2 separate regions of the Sus scrofa genome follow, and region 2 is linked to region 1. The links are chromatin contacts, called in public HiChIP or PLAC-seq maps. All regions are on one chromosome and are shown on one strand. The core of a region is the stretch at or near the end of the contact, and the rest is flanking DNA. Distances in the headings are between cores, read along the strand shown.

Region 1 (4,369 bases), core at 47-2,546:
TTGTGAAAAATGGAGGAAAATGTTTGCAAATCATAATCTGACTAGGGACTTGGTATCTAGAATAGAGTTGACCTTTGAACAATGCAGAGGTTAGGGGTGCCGACAACCCTTGAGCTGTAGAAAATCTAAGTATAACTTCACAGTCAGCCCTTCCTATCCATGGTTTCCATCTTCAGGTTCAACTAACCTTGGATTATGTATTATGTATTTATTGAAAAAAATCCATGCATAAGTGCTGCATGGTTCAATGTTGTATTGTTCAAGGGTCAAAGGTATATAAAGAACACTTACAAATCAATACTAAACCCACTGAGCGAGGCCGGGGATCGAACCCACACTCTCATAAATGCTAGTTGTATTTGTTTCTGCTGCGCCACAACGGGAACTCCAAAAAAGAATGGTTTAAAGAAATGCTAGGTTTGGTAACCTGTAAGGATGTCCCCAGGGAGAGAAGAGACAGAGAGTCAGCCTCCATTTCAAAAACTGCAAAATGGAAATAAAGAAGCCAGCTCTTTATTTATTTATTGTCTTTTTTAGGGTCACACCTGCAGCATTTGGAGGTTCCCAGGCTAGGGGTCGAATCGGAGCTGTAGCCGCTGGCCTACGCCAGAGCCACAGCTGCAGGGGATCTGAGCCCTGTCTTCGACCTACACCACAGCTCACAACACCGGATCCTTAACCCACTGAGCGAGGCCAGGGATTGAACTGGAGTCCTCGTGGATGCTAGTTCGCTAACCGCTGAGTCAGGACGGGAACTCCCTTCTCAGTCCCCCCGCCCCCAGCTCTTTATTGCGAAGCAAGGAGGAGACGGGAGGTGAACGTGAACGTGATGGCAGCATAGAGCCTACAGAATGGGAGGCTCAGAGCCTCAGGTTTTCGAAGGCAGGAGAGTGGTAGCGATTGCCCAGACTGTGCCTGCAGTCTAGCGCTTAAGAGTCAGAAGTACGTGACCGTGTAACTATTGAGTGGTTTAAAATGCCATCAGCATGTTAGCGAGAAATGGCAACTGTTCTATCGCATCAGCCAAACCCAGGCTCTGGGTCCGCTTGCCCCACTTTCCCTTCCTTTTGTAAACTGGAGAGCGTTTTGCAGTCTAAGACATTTCATTAGATTAAATAAGACCGTGAAGTCCAGCAGACACCAGGTGCACGGCAAGTTAGGCCCTCTGATAGCCCGGGAGCAGGAAAGTGGTCTGGACCCACCTGCCCTTCAAGCTGGCGATGGGGTCAAAACGTAGCAGCCGCCGTGGCCTGCAGGGGGCGCCCAGACGTAAGGAGCGGCCCCGTCCGGCGGCCCCGCCCCGTCACGTGCCCGCGGCGTCTCGTCATACCCGGAAGCAGCGGCAGAGGGGAGCCGGCGGCAAGGCAATGAGCGGGGAGACAGGGCCGACATCCGTAGCGCCCCCTCCCGGGGAGATCGAACCGGGCAGTGGGGTCCGCATCGTGGTTGAGTACTGGTGAGCGGCTCCGGCCAGTGCGAGGATTCGGGCTGAACGAGGGTGGGTCCACTGGAGTAACCTTTCCCGAAATCCAAGTGGACCCCAGGTGTCTTCTCCCTAGTGAACCCTGCGGCTTCGAAGCGACCTACCTGGAGCTGGCGAGTGCCGTGAAGGAGCAGTATCCGGGCATCGAGATCGAGTCGCGCCTGGGGGGCACAGGTGAGGCCGCAGAACACCTGCTGAGTCAGTGTTCTAAATCCCAGCTCTACCACTTTCTGGCTCTGGCATTGGCTGTTTTGAGGTTTTTTTTTTTTTTTTTTTTTTTCTTTTTTGTCTTTTTAGGACCGCACCCACAGCATATGGAGGTTCCCAAGCTAGGGGTCGATTCGGAGCTGTAGCAGCCAGCTTACACCACAGCCACAGCAACGCAGGATACAAGCCACGTCTGCAACCTACACCACAGCTCATGGCAACGCTGGATCCTTAACCCACTGATCGAGGCCAGAGATCAAACCCGCATCCTCCTGGATGCTAGTAGTGTTCGTTAACCACTGAGCCACAACGGGAACTCTGTATTGGCTGTTTCACATCGTGTACAGTAGTGAGTGGCACATAGTAAAACGGCCAACCAACGTAAGGCCCCTACCTGGTGAGGCGGGTCACAGATGAAGCCTGTTGGGGAAAACGGATGAGACTGAAGTGCAGAGTTGGAGGGGAGGGAACCTTTTATTGAGTTATGAGGCTGAGTTCAAGGGAAAGATACACTGAGACGCCTCCATTATTAGGTTCCTCTGGCTTTGATACAGGGTTGGCAAATGGCTTTCTAGAGTCCTCATGGGGCCAGCGAGGGACAAGAAAGAGCCGGTGTTAAATCTAAGAGTGGGGAGGGCCCCACTTTGGAGGGCTTCCCCTGACTCTTACCTGTTCTCAGCATCCAGTTCATTCATCCGTTTGTTTAATACCAGGGGCCTTTGAGATCGAAATCAATGGACAGCTGGTGTTCTCCAAGCTGGAGAATGGGGGCTTTCCTTACGAGAAAGATGTGAGTACTTGCAATGCTGGGAAGATCCCCGGCTCGCCCTGCCCCCACAACGAATGCATCATCCCATTCCCTGTCTCTGCCTTCTAGCTCATTGAGGCCATCCGAAGAGCCAGTAACGGAGAACCCCTAGAAAAGATTACCAATAGCCGCCCTCCCTGCGTCATCCTGTGACTACATGTGTTTCTAGGTTCCTGCTCTTTTGGGATCCAAGCCTTGGTTGCCCCTTTGGTCCTGCTGAGGGCTCCCCACTGCCTCTTTCACCTCACTTAGCTCCTGGTAACTAAGAGACCCTGGCCCCCACTTCGCACCTTTGGGTACCGGGAGGAATAGATGCATCTGTGGTCTTGGGGGTGGAAGAAGACCCTCTCCATGGACACTTCCAGTCACTTTATGCCCCTTTCCCAGGATCAGTGCCCACAAAAGCCTGCATCCCCCTCCAGCTTAGCCGTACCTGTCAGATGCTACCATAGTTGTAATTTATTTTCACTAGCCCCAGGCAATGTCAGCTATCAGCAATAAAGTGGCACTGCAAACACCTGTGCCTGCTGGTGTGTGTTTTTATGTCTGGTCTGGGACTGGGGAAGGGCGAGAGGACAGAAGCCAGCCCAACCAACCTTTATGCCACCAACGTAACTTTGCTGGTTGGATGGGTTTTTTCTGGATAGCTACTTCTTTTTATTTTGGTTGCTCTCAGCACACTGAAGTTCCCAGGCCAGGGACTGAACCGTGCCGCAGCCACACCAGTGCCAGATCCTTAACTGCCTGAACCACCAGGGGACTCCTGCATAGCTACTTTTCTCCCCTCCATGGTGTATAATCCTTTTTTTGTTATGAGATGGTTTACTAATATTTCGTTTAAGTATTTCTGTTACATGAGCTATTTGACTGTAGTTTTCTTTTTTTGTGGTTATTTTTGCCTGGCTTTAACACTGGAAAATATTGACCTCCTAGAATGAGTTGGGAATCTAGTTGCCTTTTTACACAAACTAATACTTGCTTTATGTCTTAGTATTTCCTTCTCTCATTTTCTTTTTTCTTTTTCTCTCCTTTAACTGCAAATGTTTTCAAAAAGTTTTTTCTTTTTTTGGCTGCCCCATGGGATATGGAGTTCTTGGACCAGGGATCAGATCTGAGACACAGCTGTGACCTACACCGCAGCTGCAGCAACACAGATCCTTTAACTCACATGCTGGACGGGGGATCAAGCCTGTGTCCTGGTGCTGCAGAGATGCCACTGATCCTGATGTGCCATAGCAGGAACTCCTTTTTGATTTTTAATTTTTTAGATTTTGTTTCTTTTTTACTGGATAGCTACTTTTTTTTTTTTTTTTTTTTTTTTTTGCTTTTGATGGCCGCACCTATAGCGTATGGAAGTTCCCAAGCTAGGGGTTGAATCAGAGCTACAGCTGCCAGCCTACAGCACAGCCACAGCAACACTGGATCTGAGCCACATCTGCAGTCTACATCACAGCTCACACATCTGCCGGATCCATAACCCACTGAGCGAGGCCAGGGATCGAACCCGCATCCTCATGGATGCTAGTCGGGTTTGTTACCACTGAGCCACACACAGCAGGAACTCTAATTGTAATTCAGCGACCTCCTCTCAGAGCCAAAGCAGGGAAGATGAGCCACATAGTAGGTGCTGCCTCTTCTTTCCTCCATGACTCCCTCACCTACAGGGAGGAAATCACCCCATTCTGGTGAGGGGCCTTATGAGTTTTTTTTTTTTGTTTTTTTTTTTGTCTTTTGTCTTTTTGTTGTTGTTGTTGTTGCTATTTCTTGGGCCGCTCCCGCGGCATATGGAGGTTCCCAGGCTAGGGGTCGAATCGGAGCTGTAGCCACCGGCCTACGCCAGAGCCACAGCAACTCGGGATCCGAGCCACGTC
Region 2 (4,237 bases), core at 186-2,685, 65 kb after region 1:
CACAGCAGTCACCATAAGGAAGGGGGATTGAACGGCCACCCTGTTTACAGTTCTGTCCCTGCCACACTCCCCCACACAAGCGTGGGCGACCCACTAGCTCTGCCACATTTAGCCGAGATGCAGGGCCGGTTCCCAGAAGTGAGCAGGGGGACACCAGTGGGTAGGCCCCACAACCACAAGGACAGAGACAAAGTCTGGCAGGTGACTGAGCATTTATTGCAGCGCTAACAGAGGGTGCTGGGGGCTCCATTTGGCCTCTGCCCTCCTCACGTCCCCCTCCCTCGGGTCTTCTCCAAGCCTCCTTCCCAGCGCATTCCAGATCCTCTCTCACTTTTTTCTCATTGTTCTCCGAAGCTGAAATCTGTTCGGGGCCCACCCTTCTTAGGGGCCTCTTGCCCTCACCCGTACCTTTTGTCCTCCCTCCTAGGGCTGGGGGTGCTTGGCTGGGCTGGCCCCCAGCTCTCCACCCTGAGTGCCCGCTGTCTTTGCTCCCTTCCCCTTGGAAACTCAGGAGACCCAGGCATCCCGGCCTCTGGCTCCCTCCTCCCCTAGCCCCCAACTCTGGGCAAACTACAAAGCATCCATGGCCAGCAGCTCCCCTCCGTGGTCCTAGCCAGGAAGGGCCCAGTCCAGGGCAGGCACAGTGGAGCCCGAGTCACCGTCCCTCTCAGCCTCTCTGTGCTTCCTGGGACATGGAACGAGACAGGGAGCGACGAAGGGCGCCAGGCTTGCTGACAGGCACCACAGGGGGCAGCTGCTTGGTGATCTCGGCCACGTCCTGGCGGTCCAGACACTGGCCACCCAGGGCTGTTTCCAGCGCCAGCAGCTCCCGCAGCTGGATGGGGGTCTCCTCGCGCTCCTCCTTGGCGGCGCCCACTTTGGCAGGGGTGAAGATGGGCAGCGGCAGCACCCGCTGGTAGGGCAGCTGGTACTCCTGCAGGCCACGGCCTAGGATGCCCATTCGCATCACCAGCCAGGGGGATCGCTGCACCAGCGCCTGGCACTGCCCCTGTTGGTGGTAGGTCTCACGCCGCTCGGCATCCTCCTCGTGCAGAGAGCAACTGGGAAGAAGAAGGCCGGGGTGGGGGGAACACTGAAGTCCTAAAAGCTGTTGCCCTGCAGTCTCGGCCTGGGTGGCGGGGCTCCCTCGGGCTGCCGGGACCTGGGGTGCAGTGGGGGCGACTCCACCTTGCTCTCCCTGGGGAGCACTCTCTTTGCCCCCCCCCCCCCCACGCTCCTCCTGGGCTTTGTGCTCTGTCCTCTTAAGGCTCAGGGACAGTGCTCTAGGGGAGGAGAGGGACCCCCAGGAGGGGAGGAAGCACTCACCCCTCCTCCGGCCGCGTGGACAGCGTCAGATCCTTCCACTCGGCCCAGAAGGCCTCTCGGCGCTCACAGTTCTCCTCGGACACCTGGCAGCTCAGCTCTGAAGTGGCCATGATGACCGCTGGCTTGCTCTGGGCTCTGCTCCTCCCAGGCCCTTTAAATAGCCCCCTCCTCCCCCTCCTCCAGGGGCTATTTTCAGCCCCTCTGGCGTCAGATGCTATAAGCAGAGCCAATACTCACTGATGGGGGGACTCTGGGCCCAGGGCGGGGGTTGGGGTCTCCGGACTCTGGCTGACCTCAGGTCAGAGGTCAGCTTCTGAAGAGATCGAGGTGCTCCGGTGGGGGCGGGGGTCCTCGGAGTGACACCTCCAGGTGTCTGACACTCTTTAGACACTGTCTGGGACCAGGCACATGCCCAGCCTCGTGCCACCTTGGCACATGCCTTCCGCCCCACCCCTTCCCCCTCGCCCAGGGAGGACAGCGGCTTGTCTGTAAACAGCAGGGACCGAGGCCCCCTCTGGGCTCTGTACCAGGCCATCAGGTGCTGTCCCCACTGCTCTCCTCTGCCTGCCTGGAGTCAAGGGCACCCCCCCAACTGTGCCCCTCAGCAAGGGACAGTGCTGCCACGTCCTCAGGCGCCTGCACCCAGAGGTCTGGTCCCTGACCAGCAGGGGTACTGGAAGTTAATGTCGCACGTGGGATCTGGGACACAAACCTTTGCTGGGTGTTTTCCTCTTCTGGGTCCAGTGGCCAGAGGTGCAGCCTCCCGAGTCAGGCCAGTGGGGGTGGAGGGAGCACAGTGGGTGTTGGCCCCCCTCCCCTGACACCTCAAGTGGGGCGAGACAAGAATCCAGGGGCTCCAAGGAGCAGCAATCAGATCTGACTCTAGCCCCACATCAGCCACAAATAGGCTGTGTGACTACGCGCCCCTCTCTGGGCCTCATTTTCCCCATTTTCTGGTCACAGCCGCTTCACCAGAAGAGCTCTTACCAGCTCCAAGGTGCCGCCTGGGAAGGACCTGGCTCTCATGCCCAGGGAGCAGGCCGGTAGGAGGGCTGTGGGGACAGCCCAGCATCGAGGGCGGCAGCTCATGCTGCAAAAAGCTTGCACCCAGGGTGAAGGGCACGGGGGAGGGGGAATGAGGGCGTCCCTGAGCAGACAAAGCAAAGGGCACCGAGAGAGGGAGGGACAGGAGCTGGGAGGAGAACCCAGCACTAAGGTCCGTGGGCCCCGCCTGGGGCGGAACAGCAGCCTCTGGATTACTGAGGCGCTGCACCTGATTCCTGGTCTCTTTATAAGGCAGGAAATGAAGGCTCAGCGAGGTAGATTCACGCAGGGTCACAGGCCTGGCCAGGGCCAAGGGGGTTCGGCTCTAAGCAAGTCAGCCCCTCCGGAAGCCTGCAGGCACAGGGCGGGGAGGGCCGCTCTCCTGGTGGCCCCAGGGAGGTGGAGCAGAGAAGGTGGGCAAGTGAGCCCAGAGGCTGGGACCCAGACGTGCCTCAGGGACTGGAAAGTCCGGGGCCCCAGCTCCTCCTCCCAAGCCTGAGCTGGAGACCTTAACTTGACCTTCCCTCCCAGGAGACCAGGCGGGGAGGCAGGGACTTTTTCTCTGACCAGTCATCTGCCCGAACTAATTTAAAAAGTTGGAGGTGAGGGGTGGGGTTCCAGAAACTGGGTCCCCAGTGGCTCCATCCTCCTCCTGGCTCTGGCAGGGGGTGAGAGGGCGTGTGATGTGTTGGCTCTGGCAGCGGCTCCTTCCCCACCATCATGGTTGAGGTCATGGTTGTTTTTTTTTTTTTTTTTTTTTTTGTCTTTTTGCCATTTTCTGGCTACGCCAGAGCCACAGCAACACGGGATCCGAGCCGCGTCTGCAACCTACACCACAGCTCACAGCAACGCCGGATCGTTAACCCACTGAGCAAGGCCAGGGATCGAACCCGCAACCTCATGGTTCCTAGTCAGGTTCGTTAACCACTGCGCCACGACGGGAACTCCCTCCTGGTTGGTTTTTGTGGCCATGCCCACGGCTTGTGGAAGTTTCTGGCCCAGGGATCAAACCCACACCACAGCAACAACCCGGGTCAGAGCAGTGACAACGCCAGATTCTCAACCCACTAAGACACCCGGGAACTCCAAGTTCGTATTTTTAATTGGCTCAAATGACAAAGGTCCCCAGGGAGGCCCTGGGCGGGGGAGGTGACCTGGAGAGAACCTGGGAGAACAGGTCCCCTGCCAGCACCCACTTCTCCCACCTGCCACCTGTACCCCGACACGTCCAAGTGGAAAAAGGTCCCAGACCCTTTAAATAATCCTAAAAAACCACTGATGAGAGCAGACAGATGGAGGGGCTCTGGCACCTTCACACTGGTGATGAGGCTCCCTGACCCCCGTCCTGCCCAGGGTCCTGGCCCTCCCCAACCGTGTCTGAGGCTTCCATTCCAGACCCTGCCCCTGGCCACGTAGGGGACAGTGGAACTCCTCCTCCAGGACTATGGCAGGGACGCCGTGTAAACGTCAGCAGGATAGTCCACACTCGCGTCAGCAGCGGAGTCCAGACGCCTGAGCCCTCGACCTGCTGCCAGCCAGGGCTCCCAGGCACAGCGCAGGGCGGGAGAGGGTGGCAGCAGCTCGGAGCCAAGGTGCTGCCATGGGAGCTTCTTCCTCCCCAGTGTTTGCAGCCAGGTCCTCTGTGGGCAGCGGGAAGCCCAGCTGGCCCTCTCTGGCTCTGGAAGCTGTGGCAACAGGACCCTGGCCCGCAGGGTGGCGAGGGGGCACACTTACGCCCGGGCGCCCAGCTCTCCGACGCGCTGCCGCAGGTGAAAGGCAAATTCAAACATGGTGGCGGCGAGGCTCTGGTGGATGAGGTACCGGGGCAGGCGGCCCTGGGGGAGGCGAGAAGTTCCAGGAAGGCTTG

What was found. HiChIP or PLAC-seq counts read pairs in DNA pulled down with a chosen protein or histone mark.
Region 2: an H3K27ac HiChIP or PLAC-seq map of skeletal muscle shows a contact between it and region 1. The contact joins the promoter of TCAP here to the promoter of MIEN1 in region 1. A contact is called at or near these places in 5 of 47 Hi-C or Micro-C datasets (blood, embryonic fibroblasts, heart right ventricle and 1 more) and 1 of 2 datasets of contacts at active chromatin or transcription factors (skeletal muscle).

Annotation. Positions count from the first base shown.
Region 1 is chr12:22,586,898-22,591,266 of Sscrofa11.1, forward strand. It overlaps MIEN1 (migration and invasion enhancer 1), which reads left to right and starts at 1,297. Exons shown (of 4, transcript XM_003131517.5): 1 at 1,297-1,456; 2 at 1,560-1,657; 3 at 2,404-2,480; 4 at 2,568-3,015. The coding sequence starts at 1,368. The coding sequence ends at 2,651.
Region 2 is chr12:22,651,469-22,655,705 of Sscrofa11.1, forward strand. TCAP (titin-cap (telethonin)) reads right to left here and starts at 1,436. Exons shown (of 2, transcript NM_001145754.1): 1 at 1,327-1,436; 2 at 198-1,061. The coding sequence starts at 1,436. The coding sequence ends at 668. STARD3 (StAR related lipid transfer domain containing 3) reads right to left here. Exons shown (of 15, transcript NM_001143725.1): 15 at 3,455-4,205. The coding sequence ends at 4,119. It also overlaps a transcript of PNMT not described here.